5 separate regions of the Mus musculus genome follow, and all the other regions are linked to region 4. Evidence: chromatin contacts called from public HiChIP or PLAC-seq, Micro-C and promoter capture Hi-C data. All regions are on one chromosome and are shown on one strand. Each heading gives the region's core, a stretch centred on a gene start, on an enhancer-like site or on the middle of the called end of the contact. The rest is flanking DNA. Distances are from core to core; before and after follow the strand shown.

What was found. Promoter capture Hi-C pulls out the DNA fragments that hold promoters and counts their contacts. Hi-C and Micro-C count contacts between places; a contact is called where the count stands out from the background. HiChIP or PLAC-seq counts read pairs in DNA pulled down with a chosen protein or histone mark.
Region 1: an H3K4me3 HiChIP or PLAC-seq map of neural tube shows a contact between it and region 4, with 2.8 times the contacts expected there. The contact joins the enhancer-like site here to the promoter of Robo1 in region 4. A contact is called at or near these places in 1 of 39 promoter capture datasets (liver), 4 of 484 Hi-C or Micro-C datasets (the G1E-ER4 cell line, nephron progenitors and uterus) and 10 of 115 datasets of contacts at active chromatin or transcription factors (craniofacial prominence, differentiating embryonic stem cells, embryonic forebrain and 7 more).
Region 2: a Micro-C map of granulosa cells shows a contact between it and region 4, with 2.2 times the contacts expected there. The contact joins the enhancer-like site here to the promoter of Robo1 in region 4. A contact is called at or near these places in 4 of 39 promoter capture datasets (cranial neural crest, frontonasal cranial neural crest, liver and 1 more), 5 of 484 Hi-C or Micro-C datasets (Sertoli cells, adipose-derived mesenchymal stem cells, granulosa cells and 2 more), 15 of 115 datasets of contacts at active chromatin or transcription factors (craniofacial prominence, differentiating embryonic stem cells, embryonic basal ganglia and 12 more) and 1 of 9 other capture datasets (embryonic stem cells).
Region 3: an H3K4me3 HiChIP or PLAC-seq map of stem cell-derived neural progenitor cells shows a contact between it and region 4, with 37 read pairs. The contact joins the enhancer-like site here to the promoter of Robo1 in region 4. A contact is called at or near these places in 2 of 39 promoter capture datasets (cranial neural crest and liver), 3 of 484 Hi-C or Micro-C datasets (adipose-derived mesenchymal stem cells, nephron progenitors and uterus), 11 of 115 datasets of contacts at active chromatin or transcription factors (craniofacial prominence, embryonic forebrain, embryonic hindbrain and 8 more) and 2 of 9 other capture datasets (embryonic stem cells and pancreatic islet).
Region 5: a contact with region 4 is called in a promoter capture Hi-C map of hippocampal neurons, with 3 times the contacts expected there. The contact joins the enhancer-like site here to the promoter of Robo1 in region 4. A contact is called at or near these places in 2 of 39 promoter capture datasets (hippocampal neurons and liver), 9 of 484 Hi-C or Micro-C datasets (Sertoli cells, cerebral cortex, granulosa cells and 4 more), 10 of 115 datasets of contacts at active chromatin or transcription factors (craniofacial prominence, differentiating embryonic stem cells, embryonic limb bud and 7 more) and 1 of 9 other capture datasets (pancreatic islet).

Annotation. Positions count from the first base shown.
Region 1 is chr16:72,829,224-72,831,923 of GRCm38.p6, reverse strand. The region is part of intron 2 of Robo1 (roundabout guidance receptor 1); the gene reads right to left. Among named protein-coding and RNA genes, the nearest start is that of Gm52248, 49 kb to the left of the region's middle. Within about 2 kb of position 1,328, at least 13 of the 459 cell types and tissues checked have an H3K27ac peak or open chromatin away from gene starts, as enhancers often do. A contact at or near this core is called in liver and neural tube, where this site is marked.
Region 2 is chr16:72,889,585-72,892,284 of GRCm38.p6, reverse strand. All of the region lies in intron 2 of Robo1 (roundabout guidance receptor 1), which reads right to left. Gm52248 (a long non-coding RNA gene) reads right to left here. Exons shown (of 2, transcript XR_003951923.1): 2 at 1-2,700. Among named protein-coding and RNA genes, the nearest start is that of Gm52248, 11 kb to the right of the region's middle. Within about 2 kb of position 1,269, at least 1 of the 459 cell types and tissues checked has an H3K27ac peak or open chromatin away from gene starts, as enhancers often do. A contact at or near this core is called in granulosa cells, where this site is marked.
Region 3 is chr16:72,866,658-72,869,357 of GRCm38.p6, reverse strand. The region is part of intron 2 of Robo1 (roundabout guidance receptor 1); the gene reads right to left. Among named protein-coding and RNA genes, the nearest start is that of Gm52248, 12 kb to the left of the region's middle. Within about 2 kb of position 1,262, at least 6 of the 459 cell types and tissues checked have an H3K27ac peak or open chromatin away from gene starts, as enhancers often do.
Region 4 is chr16:72,661,778-72,664,477 of GRCm38.p6, reverse strand. It overlaps Robo1 (roundabout guidance receptor 1), which reads right to left and starts at 1,329. Exons shown (of 29, transcript NM_019413.2): 1 at 284-1,329. The coding sequence starts at 338. It overlaps Gm29908 (a long non-coding RNA gene), which reads left to right and starts at 1,412. Exons shown (of 3, transcript XR_384961.4): 1 at 1,412-1,490.
Region 5 is chr16:72,799,184-72,801,883 of GRCm38.p6, reverse strand. All of the region lies in intron 2 of Robo1 (roundabout guidance receptor 1), which reads right to left. Among named protein-coding and RNA genes, the nearest start is that of Gm52248, 79 kb to the left of the region's middle. Within about 2 kb of position 1,298, at least 30 of the 459 cell types and tissues checked have an H3K27ac peak or open chromatin away from gene starts, as enhancers often do. A contact at or near this core is called in cerebral cortex, hippocampal neurons, pancreatic islet and 1 more, where this site is marked.

The DNA of each region.
Region 1 (2,700 bases), core at 79-2,578, 170 kb before region 4:
CTTTGTCCTGCTTTGGGACTCTTTTTCTCTTACTGGATTTTCTGCTTTAGCCTTAATACAAGGGGAGGTGGCGAGTCTTATTGCAACATGATATGCTGTGTTTGGTTGATAGCCCTGGAAACCCTATTCTATGCGAAATAGAAAGAGAAACGAAGGAATGGACCTCTATTGGGGGAGGTGTTGGGGAAGGGCCTGGGAGGACTGGAGAGGGGAATACATATGAAAATAAAATAGATAAATAAATAAACTAGTGAGAACCAGGCATGTGTTGCATGCTTTGAATCCCAGCACACGGGAGGCAGAGGCTGGTGGATCTCCATGATTTGAAAGCCAGTTTGTCTACAGGACAAGCTCCAGGACAGTCAAGGGCTACTGAGATTGACCTCTTACTAATAAAATAAAATGTTCCTTAATTTAAAAAAAAGAATACGAGATAAGTTGAAAATAAAGTTGACATAGGGGTTTCGCATATTACCTGTTAAGATTCCAGCTATTGAACCTTAACTCAATGGAAACTGTATGGTATGGGGTGTGTGTGTGTGTGTATGTGTGTGTGTGTGTTACACAAAGAGGACTATATAAATGCAACCCAAGTGACTATTCAAATCCTAGTATTAGGGCAAATAAATTGTGATCACCCCATTTAAATGGACTATGCATGTTTAAATTACTCTAATTATGCTCCCAGTGTCGCCCAGTGAGCTGCCATGAAATAAGTCTGTATTTAACACAAGTTACCCAGACACTCAAGCTAAATCAGGTTAGACTGACACTAAACTTTTGAGTTGTCTTCCGTCCATAGGATCTCTGTTTCAGACTCAGAGCTTTTCTGACCTTTCGCTGTCCACAATGTTTTTGCTATCACCTTTTTCTGTCTTACCAAACTGTTCAATGTATTCCCACAGAAGCCCGTGGCCTTTTGAAGTTTAAAGCAGCTATTAGAAAAGAAGTTTGAGATACACCATAATTTTACAGGAACAAATAAAAGGTCAAAGGCCCTGAGCCCAGAGATGACAAGATGGTTCACTGGTAAATCAATACAAAGCTTTGTGTTGACCGTGGCAAAGGATTTACGAGCAAAGGGCAGGTCATTTAGAGGGTGCAGGAAGCCTGTGCTTAAAGCAGGGGAGCCCTCCCTGTGCTGTTCTAACACCCAAAAGCCCCGGGGCTCCTTATTATAAATATCACAAAAGCCAGTTTATAGTTAGATTCTAAATATTTAATACTTTAAATAAAAAGTTTATATATTTTTCAATTAAGTCAAGAAAGCATATATCCCATGGAACAGTATAGGAGCTAGCCTCAGGGTTTAATCATTAATGCATTCAACTTCCACTTTGGTATGAGTAACACCTTGAAATTCCTCCAGAGCAGACTCTGGAAAATGGAGGGTGTAGGGTTAAGTGAACCACCAAATAAGCAATGGGCTTAAGTTCAGAGGATCAATGCGACTGGAGAAGGGATGTCTACAAGGAAGTTAATTTGTCAAGAAAAAAAAAAAGACCACTGTGTTAAAATAGAAGTTATAATAAAGGGGATTAAAGAAAATAAAAAAGCAAAAACAGGATTTGGCTAGAATCCCAGATAGACTACCTAAAGATTGATTTCAAAGCAAGTTTCTAAAACACATGGACACTTGCATTATTAAGACTGCCAGTAACCACATGGAGCTCTTAGTGGAGATTTGTAGTTCATACAGATTTTGAAGGCAGTAGAAAAATAGGTAACCGCTTACTTATCAATAATCTTTGTTTGGTTATGATTTAGAATGTTTACATTTTTTTTACTTTGAGTTAAATTACATCATATCATAATTGGTTTCATCTTTTTCATTTTTACTTTAAATGTAGCTACTCTAAAATGTAAAAATACTTGATGTGACTCAAGTGTAATATTGCCTTTTATAATGCTAATACTTTATATTCATAGTTTTCACTGAATCATGCTTTTGTGTATGATTTGTATGTATGGGTATGTATGTGTACACACACACACACACACACACACACACACACACACACACACACTCACCCTATTGGAAACACCGAATCACAGAGGGCATTAAAAATAAATCATAGGGCATTAAAAACAGAAAAGGCCATTGCCAGGACTACACGAATGAGCACAGCCTTTGAGTGACGTGGGTTCAAGAGCAGGTCAGTCGAAGCTCGACATAATATTTGTAATGTCTGGGGAGCCGCAGAGGGGAAAGTGATCGAATGTCTACCTGTTCTAATCCCCTGGTAGAGCAGGCAGTAGCTGCAATAAGCTGCCTTTCTAGATAAGGGGATACAAGTGATTATAAAGAAACCCTCAGAAATCCGTGCAGTCAATCATTGAGAAACAATGTGTTTGGCATTCCTGAGGCCAGTGAATTATTTTCTCCATATTTAGCAGCACACACTACTTTGCTGATTTGCAAAGATACCTCCTGCAGAGTGAAATATTGGTTTGGGTTTCCTTGTATGCACTGTCTACAGACACTGTAACTCCCCCCGGTGATTTACGTTCCTCTACCAGGACTCCAGTACAAGTACGAGGCTTCTTCCCGCCACAAATGCCAGGGAGCGGGTAAGAAAGGTATAAATGTAAAATCTAACTTGTAAGCTCTTGTAACAAACAGAACTGAATCATGGAGTCCCCCTTTTGTTAAGACCCCATGCAGTCACAGCAGGCCACCTTCCAAGGACATTCCCTCAA
Region 2 (2,700 bases), core at 20-2,519, 230 kb before region 4:
TCAAAAGATTGATGAAGGACACAGACCCATTAACACGATGATGGCTCCAAACAAATGAGATTCTAGCATTTCTCAATTGTGTATCTTATTTTGTGTTTCTAGGTCATGGAGAAGTAACATTTCCTGGTTCCTGTGCATTTGAACCACGAAGTCCTTTAAAACTCCCTAAATAATAGGAGCTAATGAGCTACTTCATATATAAGAAAAAAAATGATGATGATAAATGCTTAGAATGAAAAGGCGAACATTGTTAAAAGGGACAATTTCATGGTCCCTTCTCACCAAGTAACTTATGCAAGTTCTTTAAAATTCCATACATGACTCCACTTCTGATAATAAGAGAAGCTTCGCAGGAACTTAATATCACATTTACTTTCAACATCCTAAATTTTACAATGCTACATTTTTTTTTTTTTGCTGATAAAATTAAAACCAGGACATACCAAAGCACCAGGAATAGTAAACTGAAGACCACTACCAATATTTACACAAGATCCCAGGATGGAGCAAGCATGCTGCCAACAGGAACTAACGTGGAGCAACATAGCCGAGCACTTCAGCATGTGACAAAGGATACACGAGGCATACACGTATATTACTTCAAACCATATAAATACTTGGAAGGCTCTATGGCCATGATGGTGTTACCTACATAGTTGTGGAGTAAAAAGCACATGGCTGTCCCTAACAAGAATAATGGCAGGCTGCTGGAAAAAGTGACAATTTAAACCGTCCCTTGGACCCCACAGGCTGCTGACACAGAGTATTACCAGCAAACTAGCACTTAGACAAAATCAGAGACGTAAGGAATCCTAAATTACTATGTAGCTCCCCGTTGGTTCTCTAATGGTTTGCAAATGACCTAGTGAAGACATTTCCAGCAGCTTTGCAAGGCTTCTTCAGTGACAGGCTGCTTGAACGTTTTAATCCTTGAGCACTCCTACTAACTGAATCATTTAAGGTGATGCGGCACTGTACCATCTGTATTCATCTTAATCTGGTCACATCTTAGTCTTCCGGATCATACTCAACGTTGGAATAGACTTTGAAGTTCCTGTGAATTTTAGTTAGCTATGCTTAACATCCTTCATTACCGGACTCCATAATACATGTGCAAAACAAGACACAACATAAAATTTATCTTTCTCCTAACACGGAAACCTCACTGTTTGGTATTATTAATTCATTGTTTATCTTAATCCTGTACGCAGACACTCAAGGTCTTCTTGTAAGAAAACATAAATCACAGTCCCTGTCCTTGTGGCTCTGCTTATCATGAAACTACATTCATTCCACAAGAACAATTCAGCTAACCCTCCACCTTGCCCCTACCTGCACCCACTGCATTCTCTACCATGTTCCCCAACCCTAACACTAGCCTTAAAGCCAGGCAGCCTATATGTAAGGAAATTTAAATCCCCATGGAGAATGTGAGCCCTCTGACTGGATTAGGTTACAGGAGAAATGGAAGAGATGTTGTTATGTCTTAAGGATGTGATTGCAGTTAGAACACAATGGAAGCTGTTTGTGGTGTGGTTTTTCCATAGATAACTGTGCTTTTTGTAAGCAAGATAAACTATGACATAAATGGTCGAGAGTGACAGCTCAGAAAGAAGTGATGGTTCACTTGAACAGTTGAAAAGGTCTAAAAATGTGATGGTATGCCCCAAACGTGTGTGTGTGTGTGTGTGTGTGTGTGTGTGTGTGAGTGTGAAAGAGCAAGGGGAGAGAGAGAGAGAGAGAGAGAGAGAGAGAGAGAGAGAGAGAGAGAATGAATGAATGCATGTGTGTGTGTGTGTGTGTGTGTGTGTGTGTGTGTGTGCCCTGACACACTTCTAGAAGGCGTAGATGAATTTACAGCATTCAGATCTATGGGGATTTGGGGGTTGGATTGTGGAAATCTTGCTTAGCATCAAGCACATTTATCCATTCAGCAATCCCACTGGATCCGTAACATTTTTTTTTCAATACAAGACATACTACAGCTTAACTAACAGATGGACATATTGAAAGTTTATAGGCGAGGTAAAACATCAATAAATACATCACTTTCTATATTTGTGACCTCAGTTTCTATATTTGTCATCATGAATCCTAGAAGGTTTCAATAAAAAAAAGTGCTTTATTGTGCTTGGTCCTTTTCAGTCCAAGTATTCATTTGACAGAAGAGAAAACCAAGTTTCAGAAATTGAAATCCTGGATGTAAATACTAGAGTAACTGAGACAGTTCAGGGAGGTTCATTGGCCTCTAATTAGATTATCTTTGGTCAGTGACAACTTGAACAGATTCCAAAGATAACTCAAATCTTTACAATTTAAAATGGATTAACAAATCATTGAAAAATATTTGGAAAGTGTTTAGAAATGTGAGGGAGGCACCTCTTGGAAAAGGCCTGGCAGATATGACCAAGGTGGTTTGCTTACACTATAGCTTTCTCCATTAGATCAGTGTCAGAAAGTTAATACTTAGAAGCAATTATATTAATCTAGAGAGGTATAGTACAGTGTGAGGCAGTAATCGCAAGGGGAAATTAGCTAAATCATTCCCTAAGAGCCCCGTCCATTTGCTACCGCATCTGTTAGGCTACGTTCCTTTCTGAACATCTTTTCAGTGTAGGAATTCAGCTCTCAGGCTCATGAATTCACGTTGAAGACAATGTCATCATAATCTCTACCTGTCACAGAGATATAAGGCCTGTG
Region 3 (2,700 bases), core at 13-2,512, 200 kb before region 4:
GTTTTGAGTCAAGGCATACTTGATATGAGATCACAAAATACAACGAGGTAGTAAGTGGTTCAGTTTGTTTGTATCCTGACTATTTTGGGTAGGTGAGATAGTTCAGTGGATAAAGGTGCCTGAAGCCAAGCCCAATGACTTAAGTTTTCTCTCCTGATCCCATATACAGGAAGGGGAGAAACAATACCCACACACATCCCTCTCACTTCCACACATGTGCCTCAGCACATGTCCTCTATTCATGGGCTCTCAAAAATAGTTGTAAAAGCCAATAATCTAATAAATGTTCTTTATGATATAAGGAAACAGAGAACAGTAATGCAATGTGCTATCAAATACTAGATGTAAAATTTTTCCTTTTTCTTAAAAAGGAGTTTAAAAACCTGAAATAATGAAACCACTGAGAAATGTATAAAAATTCCCGTCACATCCTCACATTTCACATATGGCACGAGGATAAAGAGGGAACACTTTATTTAGGAAATATTCTTTCAAATTGACGTGGGTGTAAAAATTGTTTTTCAAAGTATAGCATTGCTGTATTATAATGTTGGGGATTTTTTTTTTTTTTGCTTAAAATGACTTTCATTAGCAATTCATAATATTTTTAAAAACACGTTACCTATTCACATTGCTCACAGGCACTACATATGATATTTTCACTGAGCAGTCAAATAAGCATGTTACAGCAGATGCCCGAAATCCATAAAATTACTAGGTACCAGGCATAGATAATATCAAAAATTTGATTGACTCAGACTTTGTTTACTTTGCATTGACTTAGCAAAAGCCACAAGCTTAATAGTCATGTTTATTAAAACAGAGTTGGGCAAGCTCAATGCAGAGAACAAATAAAATGTGAACTCATTTTTGACTTGTGGATGCACGCATGCACATAACATCTTTTTATTATCAGCATGCTCCCAAATTAAAATTGTTACCACATGCTAAGTAAACTTTTTCAGATGTTCAACAAAGAAGATCAAAAGAAATTTCATCATATATTTTTAGATCTCCAACTGGGCAAACATATAGAAACGCAGACATGTCAAAACATCAAGTCACCCAGAGGTAGAGCAATTTGGAAGTTTTCAGTTCAATGAGATGTCTATGAAGAGGAGCTTGGTGTTCTTTCATGCTTCCCTAACTGACATCTTACAGGTGAGATGATTCCTGGGGGTTCACTTAGCGCTGTCTGGAGGGAAGACCTTGGTAGGGACTACAGAGCAAGGGAAGCTGGGAAGAGAGACAGACCACAGCTATCCTTACACAATGAGTCCCAGTGGCAAGAAATACTGGTTGAGAATGGATGAATGCATCTGGGACGGTTTATCTCCTGGAGTTCCAGAAGTGATGACGTGATAGATTAGCATCGTGCTCAAGGTTTTCAGACATTCTGGGAATTCTCTTTGCTCCCTACAAATCCTCACAGCTTTCCTTTGTAACACCCCATTTGTAGGAGAGGAAAATACAAAGGATGTGTAGGATTCTACCGTGGGGAGAACTCAGCTGAATCCATTATTTGTTCTAATGAAGTATGAGCTGCTTACCATCTTGTTCTGAAAGCTTTCACCTTCTTTTCTATGCACCCATCATATATGCTTAGTGTGCTGTGTTAACTCAGGGGTGTTCCTAATAAAATTGGTCCAAAAACTTCATAGGTGAATTATCATAGAATAGATTCTGGATAGGATGAGAAAATGCCTAACAAGTGAGCTGTCTGGCTGAAAGTTTTTTCAGTAAATATTCAATTATAAAATTGACTCTTAATATTCTAAGATGAAAATATAGGATTTATAGTTCATTTTTTTAATCAAAATTCTTACAGTACTGGATTTATTCAGTATTTCTATATGAAAGAACACATGTTTAAAAGAAAGTTGACCTCAGGCCTACAGCCATGGCTTAGCAGTTAAGGGCACTTGATGCTCTTCCCTAGTACTCGAGCTCCATTCCCAATACAGATGTCTTATGGCTAAAAAGCATCTGATAACTCCAGTTCTTGCAGACCTGGTGCCCTGTTCTGACCTCCACGGCCAAAGGCATTCACATGGCCAGACCTCCATGCAGATACATATGCATACACAGAATTAAAGCTAAAAAACATCCTCAAAGAATATTAGTATCAAAAACTAAAATCAAAATGTTATTTTTTTCATTAGCTGTTGTTAAAATTCTATCCTCATTCTGTCATCAACAAATATTTATGCAAAAATAAAAATCTAGATTATTAGCATTTAAGTTGGAAAATATGAATTACAAAAGAATGTAAACCAAGTGACCATACTTGGATAGCATATCCAAAGGTAATGGAAGAATCGTGTCTACTGCGTGTTGTCTACATACCACTCTTTAATAAATCATTATCTCATCCATGTGCATTATTTGTTCAACAAATAGAAATAAAAGTGGTTTGTAACTGAAGTGCCATTAAAGTTTTTAAGCACTGGAATGTTCTGGAAACATCTAGCAGCACATTTGCAGACGCGATGCATGCAGCGACGAGGAAAGGAAATGCTTCCTGTGTGTTCATGACCATCTATTTTCCGGTTGCGTGCCACTGTGTGAGTTTTTAGTGTGATCATAATAAACCACATTCGAAAGATATTTCTTCTCACACCAATCTGATTCATTTAAAAAAAAAAAAGCAATCATAAATGTTACGTCCTCTCAGATGGGTGGCCACTCGGGTCACTATTT
Region 4 (2,700 bases), core at 80-2,579:
TTGCCCAGAGTGAGCTGGGCGTGCCCTGAACTTGGCGAAAGGCCGAGGTCTACCGAGAGGTTTGGGATGGTTTCAGGAGAGTTTGGGGTGATAGGCCAGAGGGGACAACCTCAAACGCGAAACTAGAAACCTTTCCCTGTAGAAGTTCTGGAAGGGTCGAGCCCCTCTGGCCTTAGAAGGGAGAGGTCGCCAAGAGTCAATTCAGGGTTGAGGGTCCGATTCTGAAGAGTGGAGTGGGGACCAGCGAAAGAGATGAAGGGTGAAGAAGGAGGGCGCAGGTTACCTGAACAGAGACATATTAATCCAAAGAGGTAAAAGCGAGCAGGCTCCGCGATCATTGTCCTCGGGTAGGTCCTGCATACAGTCTCATGCCAAGAGAAGGGAGCAGAAGCGGAGATCTCCAAATTTATGGAAGCCACACACCATACACCCTACACACAAAGGCTTAATATAAGCAACGTGAGTCAATCCGCCAAGAGTTTGCAGGGCAGTTTCTCGTCGACCTTTCCGGAGGCTTGTCAATCCCTTTGCAAAGAAAAAGCCCAAGGTTTGTCTTCCCTAGCTCCGGGTTTCTGAAGAGGCTCAACCACTTCCAAGGCTCATCCAAGGCGAACAACAAAGAGCCTAAACCGAGGAGCAGTTGTGCGGTTTCCTGCCTCCACAGTCCTGCTGAGCCTCCCGGCGTGCGCCTCCACAGCGTGTGCCCTGGCGCCGCTGCGCGGCGATTGCAAAGTTGGGGTGTGAGAGCAAAGGAAGAGATGCACCCCAAAAAGTGCTCCTCCGTCTACCGGAGAGCCAGAGAGTAGCAGGCCACCCCCCTCTGGCGGAGATTGCAGTCAAGGTAGCGGCGGCAGCTGGGGAGAACAGTCTCTAGGTTCACGGGGTGCGCCTGGGTGACTCTGCGCACCAGGAGGGAGCGAAGGGGCGGTACGGCGACAGCGGCTGCCTGGGCGGGCCCTTGTTCCCATCACTCGCGGGATGCGGAGGGCACCGGGGACAGCAACAGGACCGCGGATGCACGAGCGCCTTCCGGGCGCCCCCAGCCCGGCACAGCACCCAGCATCGTCCCGGGTCCTGCTTCTACTGGGGCGCGTGTAACGCACCTCCGAACCAAGCTGCAGCCCAAACTTCCCGGGGTGGCTAGTCTTACTCCTTGCTCCTGGAAGCTTCGGAGAGGCTGCTCCGGGCGGCCCCGGGTTGGTGGGAAAGAGCGAGCAGGAGGAAGAGGATGCTGCCGAGGCTCGCCCGAGCTCCGCTGGGAGCTTGCAGCGTCTGAAGTTTCTGCTCTCACGCTGCCTCCTTTCGGCTCGACAGCTCGTGGGTTTCCCCCTCAGTCCCTGCTGCTCCGGGTTTCCTCCCTCTCCAGCCCGGCTCGGGAACCTTTAAAGGGGACGCTCGATCCCTGCCAGGCCCTCACTGGCGCTGCTCAGACAAGTTCTGCGTGTTAATATTTCCATCCACATGCCTGGAGCGCCCAACTGCGCCCTCAGGTGAGATTTCAACGACTCAGAAGCAGAAATCTCAACGAATAAGAACTTGTTTTGGGTCCCTTTCCATCTCAGGCTCCCCTGCACCTTTCTCCAAATGGAACCTCCCAAACCAAAGACTTCAAAATCCTCCAGGTCCCTCTTAACCTCTTCTTTACCGATTTAGGGAATTGCAGTAAACTTCCAAAGAAGTTCACTCACTACCACTATCACCACCCCCCATATTCTCTTTAAACGAGCAAACAAACAAACAAACAAACTTATTTGCTTTCTCAGCAAAGAGGCTTTAGGAAAGTGTAAATTATCTAAAATATAGTAGTGGATGGATATTCTCTTTTTATTGAATTTGCTGGCGGTCCTGTAGAAAGGAGTGAAGGCTTAGGTCTTGGAGACTTCATTATGTTTACAGGAGAGTCTAGGTAGCTTATAGATATTAGAGACTCAACAGTTAAAGAAGAGTAACAGATGGGTGGTAATACATTAATCTAAAGTTTGCAGTGATGGGCTCTTAGCATCTCAAAAACTGGGCCACCCCAAATCCGAGGGTATCAGGTACCTGTGGCCATACTAACTTTATTCTCTCTTCTGAAGAAAAAAAAAATGGGGCCTGTGGGGCTACTTCATGAGTAAGCTAATTAGGCCCGAGATGAAACATGCCTGGGATATTTGACAGACAAGTTTTCACAAATTCGTTGTTTTCTTTTTTGTTATTATTGCCTATGACACGATGAAAACCATATAATATCTGCGGAAGGCTCTACAAATTGCAGTTGTTGACACAGCTATCGCTTTTATTAATAAGTTACTCTCTTCAAAGCTATGGTCTATGACTTCAAGATGAGTACTTACTGCCTTCAACTATGGCCGGTGGCATGACGGCAGGTGAGGAGGGTTTGAATTTATTTTGTGTAGACGGTTGGACTTTTCCAGGTTTCCCTTAACTGACTGCCTGCATTGCCTACCTAAACTGCAAGTTTCAAAGAGCCATGTGCTCATTTGGGTCATGGCTTCTGTGGCCCGTGAACTCAGAGCAACTGTCTGTGAAAAGACAACCTGGTTAACAGCACCTTACCTTTGAAAAGGAAACACAATTTAATCCTGAGAAAGCTGACTGAAAACTCAGTAAACAAGCCAAAGATAAGAAGTCAAAGATTCTAACCAGAATCTTTTCAGCAGTAAAAACAAGAAACGTGCAGTAAATGTTAAGAGACAT
Region 5 (2,700 bases), core at 49-2,548, 140 kb before region 4:
TGGATAACACATAACATACAACCTTAGATATGTTAGCTTTAGATCCATTAAACTACAGAAGGTTCACTGAACACCTTTGAGTTACTACAGAAGTCACAGTGTGGGACGGTTTGTTCTTCACTGGTAAATCATACTAAAATCATTTTAGATTATATGCATTAATCCCTCTAGCAATATCAATTCACCTAGTTATGCAAACTAGAATCAGAAGGTCGATACATAATATCTTTTTTTAAGGTGTCATCAAATAAATTCACCTGCATAACAAGCGCAGTCCTATTCTGTTGTATTTTTGTGACTACAAAGGAGTATATTTGAATATTTTTACCCTTGGAAAGCTTGGTGAGGTACCCACACAAACTCAAATCTCTCTTCCTAAGAAAAGGTACCTGGCCGCCCTCTCCATACACACCTAGGTTAAAAACGAAGTAAAATAAAAGATCACGGGGAATTTTTGGTATAGCTCAGTTAGGAAAGTGATTCCTTAGCATGCATGGATTTCTAGGTTGAGTCTTTAGCACTTAAAAAAATGCAATAAACATGCTTGTAATGCCAGCACTCAGAAGATGGAGTTAAGAAAATAAGAAGTTCAAGCCAGACAAGGCTGTGGAGAGTCGGTGGAGTCCTAGACCATGACAAAGACCTCAATACCCAAGACCCATGGAAATAGCAAAGTCTCTTCCCCAGGGGAGAAGGTTTAGAGAAATGTCACAGCCTTGCTAATGAGTGGTGAGGAACAACTGAGCTTATGCTATGATCAGTATGAACCACAGCTACCTTCTCCTGGCTGCTTACAGTTTACAGCCTGGACTTCTTCCATGCAGACGACCTAAGCCCTCATTCTTGTGTTGTACCCAATGAAGATCTAGAGTCTCTGGGCTGGATAGTAGATGCCCCGCCCCACGACTCCCCTCCCACCAGAACCAGCACAGCTCATCCACTCTTGGCTTTTCTGTATGTCTGTCTGCCATTGCTTCATTCTACCGTTGCCAAGTCAGCTTTCCAAGACCAGGGCATGCAGAACGGAGCATTGGGCTATAGACAACCCTGACTCTAAATAAGCAGTCGTACAAATCATCAGCACACACTCACTAATGAAGGGAAGGAGTCGATCAGTTACACTCCCTAAACTGTGACGACCCATTGCAGGAAGAAAGATGTACTGCATTTAAATGATATGTACTATAAGGACAGCCAATTAATTCGCACCGCTGGTCTCCCAACACTCAAGCACTTTGACTCCTGCATCGAGCCCCCCAACTTTACAGTTCCCTTTCCAATCACGGCACACAATCTGTAGCAGGAGGAACTGGCCTGCTAGAGAGCAGCTATTTATGTCAGGGTTTCATAAGACAGAACCATGTCCAGCTGGAAATACCTTCAGGCATTTTCAGCCCAAACCAGCTCTATAACTAGGTCTCTTCAAGTAAAATTAGGTCCACGCAGATTCTCCACATTCTGATCCAAGGGAGCAAAAAAGCCTTCATTTAAATATAGCTTAGAAAAAGCTGGAATTATATGCTGTTCTTCAAATGGCCGGGGCTCCGTTGGTGATTGACTGCTACGCCCCGCCCCGTGGGGGCCACTCCTTATGAATATTGGCGGCTGCGAGGATTTCATATTGTCAACAGATGCAGGGAGGCTGCTTATTCAGCTCGGGAGTGGCTGCCAGTGGAGGCTCATTGCTTCAGGCTGGGGCAAATTAATCCCAGCAGAGATGAGTTTATTTGTTTCTCTAATAATGGGAAAAAATATCGATGAGAGGATTCTGAGCAACACATGAAAGACAGAGGCTGCAGAAGCACCTATGGGCTGAGGTCAGCATCCTCAGGTTGTGAGAGGGTGTAATGGGAGCACCACCTTTGCTCCCAACCCCATCCATCTCACAGACTCCTCCTTTTACATTCAAGAGTCCTCCCTCTATCCAATGGAAAGGACTAGCCTTGTGGATGGAGGCATTTATATCTGGTGCTAAAACATTTGAAGGAAATAATAAAAATGCCACTAAAGTGACAAATAAAAACAAGGAATCGCATTTTTCTTTTATTGTCTAATTTCGAAAAGTCTGACTATTTTTAGGAGCTCAGCATCTTCAACGGGATAAGTCGTTTGGTTCACTGCATTTGACCATAATGAGCTAATTTCCTAACTGGGGCCACCCTTTTCTATACTCTCCCTTTATATGCTATTGAAAATGCATCCTCACCAGGAATTTAAAAAAAAAATGGCAGGTTTTATTTATGACTCTGCAAGGACCATGGACAACAAACACCCAGTAAAAAGAGGCAAGGACGGAAGCAGAAATATTTTCCACTTGTTTAAGTAGAAATTCCATTTAAATGGTTTTATGGTCATCCAATAAGAGAAGTTACTCAACATTTTAATGAGAGTTACCAATGTAATATTATACTTTTAATGGGTACTGAACAAATGGAAATAAAATAAACACACAAATAGAGGCTATGAAGTTTAACCCTTTGACTGTTGTTAGATGAAGAGCAATAAGCAACGTGGACTTCAGGGTGAATTCACTTTGATATTTATGTGTACTTGAGCCATATTTGTTCATCTCTTGGAAAATAATATGAGTTGAAAAACTGGATTTTTTTTTCCTCAAAGCCAGGCATTTTGTGGCCTTTGCCTATAATCCCAGCATTCCTGGGGGTGATGCAGGAAGACTGTAGAGGGTTTGAGGGTACC